Linked DNA regions of Hordeum vulgare: region 1 is linked to region 2. Evidence: chromatin contacts called from public Hi-C data. All regions are on one chromosome and are shown on one strand. The core of a region is the stretch at or near the end of the contact, and the rest is flanking DNA. Distances in the headings are between cores, read along the strand shown. Region 1 holds the start of LOC123410375 (cytochrome P450 78A9-like). Region 2 overlaps LOC123407234 (rab GTPase-activating protein 22-like).

Region 1 (5,690 bases), core at 57-2,556, 250 kb after region 2:
CGAAAGATCATCTCCTGCAACCCCACACATAAAACATTTCTCGTTATGACCAACCTAATTACCGGACACATCACACATGCATGCATATCTATCTACTCATAAGTGTTCATTCATGTTTTCCATTTAAGCGTATGAAGGTACTAGTATGAAAGAACGTACCCAGAGAACGGCGGTCATATCGGCGTCGGAGAGCTTGTCGCTGCCTTGTAGGGAGAGCAGAACGTCGGTGAAGTCTACTACGGCGTCGGCGTCGGCGTCGTTCCGGGCGGCACGGTGCTCGTCGATGATCCTGCCGACAAACCGGTTCACGCGGGGGACGAGGGCGGAGCACTTGGACCGGATCTTCTGCAGGTCGAAGCGCGCGAGCCACGGGAGATGGTCGGACCAATTGAGCTGGCCGAGCAGGTCGTAGCCTTGATCCACCAGGCTCTTGAGCTCCGCGGCCTCCTCGCTCTCCACCTCGTCCAGCTCGTACCTCCGACCGAAAACGGACCACATCACGTTGTGCAGCGACGCGCGTTTCAGGAACCGCCGCGCCTCGACGTGTTTGATGCCAGCGCTGCCGACGGGCCTCATGGCGTCCACCATCTGGCGCGCGATCACTGCGCGCTGCGCGGCGGAGGCGGCCACCTGCCGCGGCGAGAAGAGGTGCGAGGACGACACGCGGCGGAGCGTGCGCCAGTAGGCGCCGTAGGGGGCGAACCCGATGGCGCGATGGAACATAAGCCCGTAGGCGGACTCCTTGACCGGCCGATCAGCGAACGCAGGGCTAGCCAGCAGCTCTCTGGCTACGTCAGGGTCCGCGGTCACCACCACCCGAGTCTCCCCCATGGAGAACGCCATGAGCCGCCGGCGCCTGACGTTTCCTGACGCCGCCACCGCCAGCTTACGGTGCGCGAGGCCGGTCATGAGCCCCATGCTGCCGATCACGGGGAAGCCCCGTGGCCCCGGGACACGGGCCTCGCCAATGCCCAGACCCTTCCTCGTCCACCAATACCTCCCCCACGCCGCACCACCTTGAGACGACCAGTGCAGGAGCGACGTGACGACGAAGGCGGCGAGCAGAACTGCAACAAAGCTTACCACGCGGTAAGGCTCGCCGTCGCCGTTGGCGCAGCATTTGGCTGCAAGAGAAACGTACAGCAGCCAGCCGCACTCCTCGGATGGAGCCATGTCGACGTACGTGCACGTACTTTTTCCCTCGTTCTCGCGTTTAGGCCGAATGGGAAGAACACTACTAGGGGGCGCAAATGAAAGGACGGATTGTTGTTCGCAGCTGGAAAGTCAAGTGCACTTTGAGTTTTGGTGGACGAGACCGCGCGGCACCGCCTTTTATAGCGGTGGAGGAATGTACAATGGTAACTAGAGAGAAATTATTTTAAAAAGGTACGCATTAATTAGCAATAATGGTCTCACCATACTTAGAGATACATAGTTATCGAAGGTAAGACGAAGAAATAACTCATTGTACAACATTTTTTCTTCTTCTTTGAAATACGTAACGAACTTAAGATAAGACAGTCTCATAAACTACTCAATATATGCCGAAATGTGTAATTGGCTTGGGTTTGTGTGACTGGGCTGCAAGAAATGCTCAAGTCCTGTGAGTAGCTTAACCCAAACTCGTTTTTTTTAACATAGTACAAACACAAACGTTCATATACACATGTATACGCTTAACGCTATGAAAGCACACACGCACATTCTATCCCTATTAGCATTTTCGATAAATTGAACAGGTATATCATCTTAAATTTACGAAGTTACTGTAGGCACCTCATCGTGAACGGGAATTCTTTCACTGAAAACGTATCGCAGAAAATGCTAAAATAAATTTAAAAATAATGCAAGCACCAGAACTTACCCTAATGAGCTGGGTATCACCGTTCCTCTAATCATCCAACCACAGATTGGTTTGTAACCCAATTTCGTATTTGAACCGACTTGAAAAGAAATAAGTGATATGATTACCATATGTAGCTCGGTTGAGAGATAAGTCAATCTTGAACCAACACTCACTCGCTAGCTTAATAAAATGTTATTTTATTAAATAGTCTTGATATGTATTAACAGAAAATATGATAATTTATTATCATATATGTTGCATATGATTTTCTTCCATTTCATCTGCTAGCAAACATGGAAGCTTGATTAACCATGAAGAAAATTTAGGCTTTATTAGCCATGTGTCAAATACCCTACTATTTTTTTGCTAAAGACACACCTTCATTTTATTATCTTACAACTTTTCTCAATATTAAATATTTACTTGAGAAAAAAACTCAACCTACCTTAAAAATATAATATTATTATCATCATCTGATTGAAGTAATAATTTATAGTGGTTTTTTATGTTGTGTTGTGGCTTTTTTCCTGTATCTGATACGTTCATTTTGCATCATGTTTTGTTAGTGTAAGTCATAGTGTTTTTATGCATTATACCACTTTATGAAGTAATTCTAATGCCTTTTCTCTTATAATATGCAAGGTTTACATCAAGAGGAAGAATGCAGGGAGATGGAACTCTGGACCTGAAAAAGCTACGTCAACAAGTAATTCTAATGCCTTTTCTCGTATAATATGTTATTTAATGCCTCTTTGATCATCAACATGTTTATCACTTGTGAGTAGTTATTTTTGTTCTTGAGGTCACGGGATAAGTCATGTTGCAAGTAGTCATGTGATGTTGATACTCGTTCGATATTTTGATGATATGAATGTTGTGATTCCCTTAGTGGTGTTATGTGAACGTCGACTACATAACACTTCACCATCTTTAGGCCTAAGGGAATGCATTGTGCAGTAGTTATTAGATGATGGGTTGTGAGAGTGACACAAACTTAAGCCCTAGTTTATGCGCTATTCCGGAAGGGGCTGATTTGGATCCTTATGTTTAATGCTATGCTTAGGATTTATTCTTAATACTTTTCTCATAGTTGCGGATGCTTGCGGGAGGGTTAGTCATAAGTAGAAGGCTTGTTCAAGTAAGAACAACATCCAAGCACTAGTCCACCCACATATCAAATTATCAAAGTACCGAACGCGAATTAACCCAACATAACGAAAGTGACTTGATGAAATTCATGTGTGCCCTCAAGAACGCTTTGCCTATTATAAGAGATTGTTCCGGCATGTCCTTTGCCACAAAAGGATTGGGCTACCTTGCTGCACTTAATGTTACTATTGCTACTCGTTACTTGTTACAGTTATCTTGCTATCAAACAACTTGTTACCACTATTTCAATGCTTGGAGAAATTAACTTGCTGAAAACCGCTTGTCATTTCCTTCTGCTCCTTGTTGGGTTCGACACTCTTACTTACCGAAAGGACTACGATTGATCCCCTATATTTGTGGGTCATCAAGACTCTTTTCTACCGCCGTTGCCCGGGAGGTGAAGCAGCTTTGGTAAGCGGAATTTCGTAAGGGAAAATTTATATTACATGCTAAAATTTACTATTACTTGTCAATATGGAAAGTAATCATTTGAGGGGTTTGTCCGGGCTATCTTCACCTCGCTCGAAAACACCAAGAGTTGTCCCTCAACGTGTCGAACCTACTGAAAATGTTTATTATGAAATTCCTTCAGGTAGGATAGAGAAACTGCTAGCTAATCCTTACGCAGGAGATGGAACAAAACATACCAATATGCACCTAATCCACGTGGATGAAGTTTCTGGATTATTTAAGCTTCCAGGTTTATCCGATGATGAAGTTAAGAAGAAGGTTTTACCTTTATCTTTGGGGGGGCATTGACATGGTATAGCCTATGGGATGATACAATATCTTGGAACTGGAATCGATTGCAATTGGAGTTTCACCAAAAAACTCTATCCTATGCATCTTGTTCATCGTGATCAGATTTTTATTTATAAATTTTGGCCTTGTGAAGGAGAAAGTATCGCTCTAGATTGAGGGAGGCTTAAGTCAATGTTATATTCATGCCCCAATCATGAGCTCCCGAGAGAAATTATTATTCAGAATTTTTATGCTTGGCTTTCTCATAATGATCAAAGCATGCTCAATACTTCTTGTTCTGGTTCTTTTACAAAGAAGACTATTGAATTCAGGTGGGATCATTTGGAAAGAACTAAACGCAACTCTGAAGATTGGGAACTCGACAAAGGTAAAGAGTCATGTATAAAACCTAAGTTTGATTGTGTTAAATCTTTTATGAATATCGATGGTTTCAATGATTTTAGCACTAAATATGGACTTGACTCTGAGATAGTAGCCCCATTTTGTGAAAGCTTTGCTACTCATGTTGATCTCCCTAAAGAGAAATGGTTTAAATATCATCCACCTATTAAATAAAAAGTTGAAGAACAAATTAAAGTTGAGGATGAAACTATCATTTACGATGTTGACTCAGTTGTGCCTACTTCTTATATTGAGAAACCACCTTTCCATGTTAGGATAAAGGAACATGCTAAAGCTTCAACCGTGGTTAACAAAAGTTATGTTACAACAACCAAACCCTCTGGCAAATCAAGGTAGAACCTAGTATTGTTTTGGTTAAAGATCTCTTGTTCGATAATATTGATGGGCATATTATTTATTTCTATGATGAAGCTACTAGAATTGCCAAACCCGACACTAAAGATAATAATAGACCCGTTGTTGGCATGTCTGTCGTCTTAGTAAAAATAGGAGATCATTGTTATCATGTTTTATGTGATATGGGTGCTAGTGTTAGTGCTATTCCTTTTACCCTATATCAAGAATTATGCATGAGACAAAACCTGCTGAAATAGAAGACATAGATGTTACTATTAAACTTGCTAATAGAGACACCATCACACCACTTGGGATTGTTAGAGATGTTGAAGTCTTGTGTGGAAAAGTAAAATACCCTACTGATTTTCTAGTACTTTGCTCACCACACGATGATTTTTGTCCCATAATATTTGGTAGAGCCTTCTTGAACACTGTCAATGCTCAAATAGATTGCAAAAAGGAAACGGTCTTTGTTAATTTTGGTGGTATGTCTCATGAGTTTCATTTATCCAAGTTCAGTAAGCAACCCCATGATAAATATTTGCCTAGAAAAGATGAATTAATTGGTCATGCTTCTATTTCCGTTCTTCTACTGATCCATTAAACTATATTTGCTAGACCATTAAAATGATATGCATACGTGCGAAAGAAATAAACTAGATAATATGTTCTTTGAGCAAAAGCCTATCCTTAAACACAACTCGTGTGTTGAAACTCTAGGAGGTCCTCCTCCACCCAAGGGTGATTCTGTGTTTGAATTAACGCAATTACCCGACACTTTGAAACATGCTTATCTTGATGAAAATAAGATATATCATGTTATTACCAGTGCTAACCTTACAGAGCATGAAGAAGAAAGATTGTTAAAATTTTTAAGGAAGCACCGAGCTGCTATTTGGTACACTCTTGATGATCTTAAGGGGAATAGTCTTACTCCGTGTCAGTACAAGATTAATATGGAACCAAATGCTAAACCCGTTGTTTATCACCAAAGAAGATTGAATCCCAAAATGAAAGAAGTGGTAAGAAATGAAATATTAAAGTTTTTGGAAGCAAGTATAATTGATCTGATAGCTGTTAGTAGATGGGTAAGTCTAGTTCATTGTATTCCTAAGAAAGGAGGTATTACTATTGTTCGTAATGATAAAAATGAAGCCATTACACAAAGAATTGTGACTAGCTATATAATGGTAAT
Region 2 (5,855 bases), core at 1,438-3,937:
GTAATATTTGGTGGTTCTATATGGTGTAGTAAAATCTAGTGTGAACCTGTGAACAAAGTACTTCGATGTTGCCTTTTAAAACATTTAATAAGTACTTCTTGCTTAGTAGGCTTTTTACACTAAGTCTGAAGATTGACCAAATTTCTTGTCATATACAGCTATGATTTAAATAGTTCTGAAGAGGAAAGAAATATCATCAAGACAAAGAAAAGGTAACATTTTCATAATAACTCACCTTCTGTCGGTACTTACTTTCTAGATTTTAATTGTACACATGGTCTGCATTTATAATAACTCACCTTCACATATAAGTAGCACGAAGTGACAGTAGATAAGTAATACTCCGTCCGTTCCTAAATGTAAGACCTTTTAGAGATTCTACTATGAACTTTATTAGGAGCAAAACGAGTGAACAAACTCTAAAATGTGTCTATATACATCCGTATGTAGTCCATAGTGTAATCTCTAAAAGGTCTTATAATTAGGAACGGAGGGAGTACATATAAGCTTGGGTGAAACTCGACCCATGCTAGACTTTGCTGCTTTTCAAATTATCAGACGAGAATGGCATGCAAACACTGACTTTAATGATCTCTGCTTAATTTATTGACATTTTTTTGGCACATCTTCTGGTGCAGGAATGAGTACGAAAAGCTCAGCCGCAAATGCCATCAAATTCTGAACTGCCAAAAGGGATTTGGGCTAAAGGTTATAAATGAAACCAATAATGAGGGGTGTTCTCGTGGTGTGCCTTATCTGCAAGATGTTAGTGCAAGTGTTTCTGTATCAGCCAAGGAATTTAGTTGTTCAGGCAGCGAGGCAAACAGTCCGGATAATGCTGCCTGTGGTGCTGAAGAATGCATGGATGATGATACAAATGAGTTAACTTGTGTAGGTCCATCTATGGCAGAATCAGAATCTTCTGACTCTGGGTCTTCAGATGAAGATTACCATGGCCAGATATCCGTCTGTGCTGATATAGAAGAGAACTGCTCTCCAGAGCCTAAATTTGTCAGGAGTACCTCATCCAAGTCAGACTTCTTTAGATCTAACAAAACTCCAGAGGATTTTGCAACATGGCAGCGCATTATACGTCTAGATGCTATCCGTGCAAACACAGACTGGGCTTTATTCTCCTGTAACCAGGCTGAAATCTCCGAGGAAAAGGCACTGGAGCGTGCATTGTCTGTTGGTTTGAAAGACTATGACCATTTAGAGCCTTACATGATATATCATGCTGCCCGGTTAGTTGCGTTGCTTGAGGCGTATGCACTTTATGATCCAGAGATTGGCTACTGCCAAGGTATGAGTGACCTGTTGTCACCGATAATTGCGGTAATGAAGGAAGACCATGAAGCATTTTGGTGCTTTGTGGGCTTCATGAAGAAAGCACGGCACAACTTCAGGCTGGATGAGGTTGGAATAAGAAGACAGTTGAAGACCGTCTCCCAGATCATCAAGCGCAAAGACTCGCACCTCTATAGGCACCTGCAGAAGCTGCAGGCCGAGGACTGCTTCTTTGTGTACAGAATGGTGTTAGTCCTCTTCAGGAGAGAGCTCACCTTTGAGCAGACTTTATGCCTGTGGGAGGTTATGTGGGCTGATCAGGCCGCTGTTCGAGCTGGTATTGGAAGGTCCACATGGGGAAGGATAAGGCTCCATGCTCCTCCAACCGACGATTTGTTGCTCTATGCCATTGCAGCCTGTGTCCTGCAGAGGAGGAAGCTGATCATCGAGAGGTACAGCAGCATGGATGAGATACTGCGGGAGTGCCATAGCATGGCTGGGCAGCTCGACGTCTGGAGGCTTCTAGATGATGCGCACGACTTGGTTGTTAACCTCCATAATAAGATCTGATTCAATCGCTCTTTTCGAATCGTTTATAGACCTAAAAATTATGCCCGAGGTATGTTCTCAGTGAAAGTGAACTTTCATCTGTTGTTTGTCACCCGGCATAAAAAACATCCTAGGTATAGAGATTGTTGTAAGTTCCCTTCAAAGAAAACAGAACATGGATCAAGTATCCCAAGTTCAGCAAAATACAGTACATCCTTGGATGTCATAGTTACCAGGTTACTGCCATTGTAAACAGTCGGTTGCTTATTTAATGCAGGGAACTTGCTGTTTTTGCCTTTTAAACATTCCTTCTTGGCAAGAACAGCATTTCCCCCCTTTTATTATAGTTGAAACAGAATTTTACCATTATTAAGGAATAAAGAGCAGTATACAAACTACTTACTCTGTATTGTTTACTGATAATATTGCACTGAATTTTTACCCTTCCATCTTACACATGCAAATCACAGCTCCCACTTTCCTTGCTGTTTTACTGGAATACTCCCTCTGTCCCATAAGGTAAGACGTTTTTTGAAAGAGAGTAGTACATATGTTTGAGAGATAAAAAAAAGGGTTGGATGATGTGGTGTGATTCAATGCACAGCTGTTAGAAATTGAAATGTGCACATCTGAGACTGAGCTGAATCACATGCTCTAGTGGAGGCATTTCCTTGTTGCGTTACTGTTGGCACTGTTCCCATCAGTGATTCAGACTTAACAGCTGCGTCCACTTGATTTGAGGACGTCTTCTTCCTTGGAGCAACGAGGGGAACGGTGATGATATTTGCACTGCTCAGGGGACACCTGCACTAGAATCCAAAGCTTTGATGCGATCTTACCTGAAGCAAAAGGAGGCAAAGGCAACCACCACCATCAGTTTCAGTTGCCATGGCCCATTAATGGGACACACGCGCGCATTATGTGTTTCCCGGCTCCGCGCCTATTTTCGCATATCCTCGTGGCACATACAAGGCACCTGGACAAGTATAAGATCGACCCTGAAAATCTATACCTAATAATAATAATAATAATAATAATAATAATAAAACGGCTATTGCTTTCGTCGGAAAACCCACCACGCCATTTTTATAAAAAAGCCCTTGTAATTTTTGTTATTCAACCCACGCTTTAATTTTTTTATTATGGTGGAATTAACAATGGACGGATTGACTTTTTAACAAAATAGGATAGGACTAACTACATTAGTTAGTTAGCTTCTTATTTTAATAAATCAAAACAATTATAAAAAGATTAAAAGCGTATGGTATTTTTTTTTTCTCCCGTTGCAACGTACGGGCTATTTTGCTAGTAATAATAATAATACAATTATAACATCAGGGAAGTCACAAGGACATGATAGCAACCTGTGATGTTGCATTTACTTTATTAATACCATTTCAAGGCTAACCAATGCTTTGGTGGAACAAGATCATCTGTGTTAACTCTGGTTACTTCAAAGGGACGCCGTCCGTGCAACATCCGATGGCAACGGGCGGCGATGCTTTCGCTCACCGTTAAGCAGCTAAAAATTACCTTATATTAGAACAGAAAAAACAGCCCCTTTCGCTCACCGTTCTGCCATTTGCTAGGCGAGGGCTCGTCGCTGCCGGATGTTGCCTGAATTAGCCAGAGCTAAGTCAAGGATCTCGTTCCCACGGTGATAAATTTATAAAAATTAGATATTTTTTGTTGGAAATATACCCTAGAGGCAATAATAAAATAGTTATTATTATATTTTCTGTTTCAAGATAATCGTTTATTATCCATGTTATAATTGTATTAAATGAAAACATAAATGCATGTGTGGATATATAAACAAAACAATATTTCTAGTGAGACTCTAGTTGACTAGCTTGTTGATCAAGGATGGTTAAGGTTTTCTAGCCACAGACAAGTGTTGTCACTTGATGAAGGTATCACACCATTAGAAGAATGATGTGATGGACAAGACCCAAACTATAAACGTAGCATATGATCGTGTCACTTTGTTGCTATTGTTTTTTACATGTCAATTATGCATTCCTATGACCACGAGATCATGTAACTCACTGACACCAGAGGAATGCCTTGTGTGTATCAAACGTCACAACGTTAATGTGTGACTATAAAGGTACTCTACATGTATCTCCGAAGGTGTCCATTGAGTTAGCATGGATCAAGATTGAGATTTGTCACTCCGTGTGACGGAGAGGTATCTCGGGGCCCACTCGGTAATACAACATCACAAACAAGCCTTGCAAGCAATGTGACTAAAGAGTTAGCCACGGGATCTTATATTACGGAACGAGTAAATAGACTTATCGTTAACGAGATTGAAATAGGTATGTCGATACCGACGATCGAATCTCGGGCAAGTAACATACCGAAGGACAAAGGAAATGATATACGAGATTGTGTGAATCCTAGACATAAAGGTTCAATCGATAAGATCTTCATAGAATATGTAGGATCCAATATGGACGTCTAGGTCCCGCTATTGGATATTGACCGGAGAGTATCTCAGTCATGTCTACATAGTTCTCGAACCCGCAGGATGTGCACACTTAAGGTTCGGTGACGTTTTTGGTATAGTTGAATTATTTATGTTGGTAACCGAATATTGTCCGGAGTCCCGAATGAGATCTCGGACATCACGAGGGTCTCCGGAATGGTCCGGAAACAAAGATTGATATATAGGATTGTTGCATTTGGCTTCTGGAAAGATTTCAGGCATTACCGGTAAAGTACCGGGAGTGACAAATGGGTTTCGGGGTTTTACCGGGAGGGGCCACCCACCCGGGAGAGGACCTAATAGGCCCATGGGTGGCGCACCAGCCCTTAGTGGGCTGGTGAGGCCAGCCCAATAGGCCTATTTCGGCCAACGCAAAAATAAGAAGGAAAAAGAAAAAAAAAGAGAAGGAAGGAGGTGGACAAGATGGGAAAGAGTCCTCCACCAAACCGAATTGGAGGAGGACTCCTCCCCTTGGCTCGGCCGACTCCTCCTCCTTGGAGTAGGAGGCAAGCCACCCTCCCCCTTGTTCCTCCTATATATAGTGGAGGTTTGAGAGGGTTTTTGCACCCCAAGCCTTTGTGCAGCCCTCTCCCCCTCCACTACTTCATGACACCCCGTAGCTAGTTCGGTACGGCACGACGAAGCCGTGCCGGAGTAGCTCCACCATCATCACCGCCACGCCATCGAGCTGCCGAAGAATTCATCTACCTCTTCGTCTCTCTTGCTGGATCAAGAAGGCGGAGATCGTCATCGAGCTGTACGTGTGCTGAACACGAAGGTGCCGTCCGTTCGGTGCTAGATCGGGGCGGATCGTGGGATGGAGGTGATTTGGATCGCGAAGATGTTCCACTACATCAACCACATTTCTTAACGCTTCCCGCTTAGCGATCTACAAGGGTATGTGGATCCTACCTCTCTCTCGTAGATGATCATCACCATGATAGGTCTTCGTGTGCGTAGGATTTTTTTTGTTTCTCATGCAACATTCCCCAACAGTGGCATCATGAGCTAGGTTCATGTGTACATGATATCTCGAGTAGAACACAAAAGAGTTTGTGGGCGTTGATGTTCAATTTGCTGCCCTGCTTAGTCTTTTCTTGATTCAACGACATTGTTGGATTGAAGCGGCCCGGACCAACTTTACTCGTACGCTTAAGAGAGACCGGTTTCATCGACTGACATGCAACTTGTTGCATAAAGATGACTGGCGGGTGTGTGCTTCTTCAACTTTAGTTGAATTGGATTTGACCGAGGCGGTCCTTGGAGAAGGTTAAATAGCAATTTGCATATCACCGTTGTGGCTTTGCGTAAGTAAGATGCGATCATACTAGATACCCATGGCAGCCACGTACGACATGCGACAACAAATTAGAGGACGTCTAACTTGTTTTTGCAGGGTATGCTTGTGATGTGATATGGCCAAAGACATGATATGATATATTGGACGTATGAGATGATCATGTTGTAATAGTTAAATATCGACTTGCACGCCGATGCTGTGGCAACCGGCAGGAGCCATAGGGTTGTC

What was found. A called contact is a pair of places that touch in the nucleus more often than the background predicts.
Region 1: a Hi-C map of leaf shows a contact between it and region 2, with 2.5 times the contacts expected there. The contact joins the promoter of LOC123410375 here to the enhancer-like site in region 2. A contact is called at or near these places in 4 of 6 Hi-C or Micro-C datasets (leaf and seedling).

Annotation. Positions count from the first base shown.
Region 1 is chr7H:231,763,111-231,768,800 of MorexV3_pseudomolecules_assembly, forward strand. LOC123410375 (cytochrome P450 78A9-like) reads right to left here and starts at 1,307. Exons shown (of 2, transcript XM_045103314.1): 1 at 160-1,307; 2 at 1-14. The coding sequence starts at 1,173.
Region 2 is chr7H:231,509,459-231,515,313 of MorexV3_pseudomolecules_assembly, forward strand. It overlaps LOC123407234 (rab GTPase-activating protein 22-like), which reads left to right. Exons shown (of 5, transcript XM_045100321.1): 4 at 159-212; 5 at 639-2,234. The coding sequence ends at 1,857. Among protein-coding and RNA genes, the nearest start is that of LOC123407234, 14 kb to the left of the region's middle. Within about 2 kb of position 2,688, at least 2 of the 3 cell types and tissues checked have open chromatin away from gene starts, as enhancers often do. A contact at or near this core is called in leaf, where this site is marked.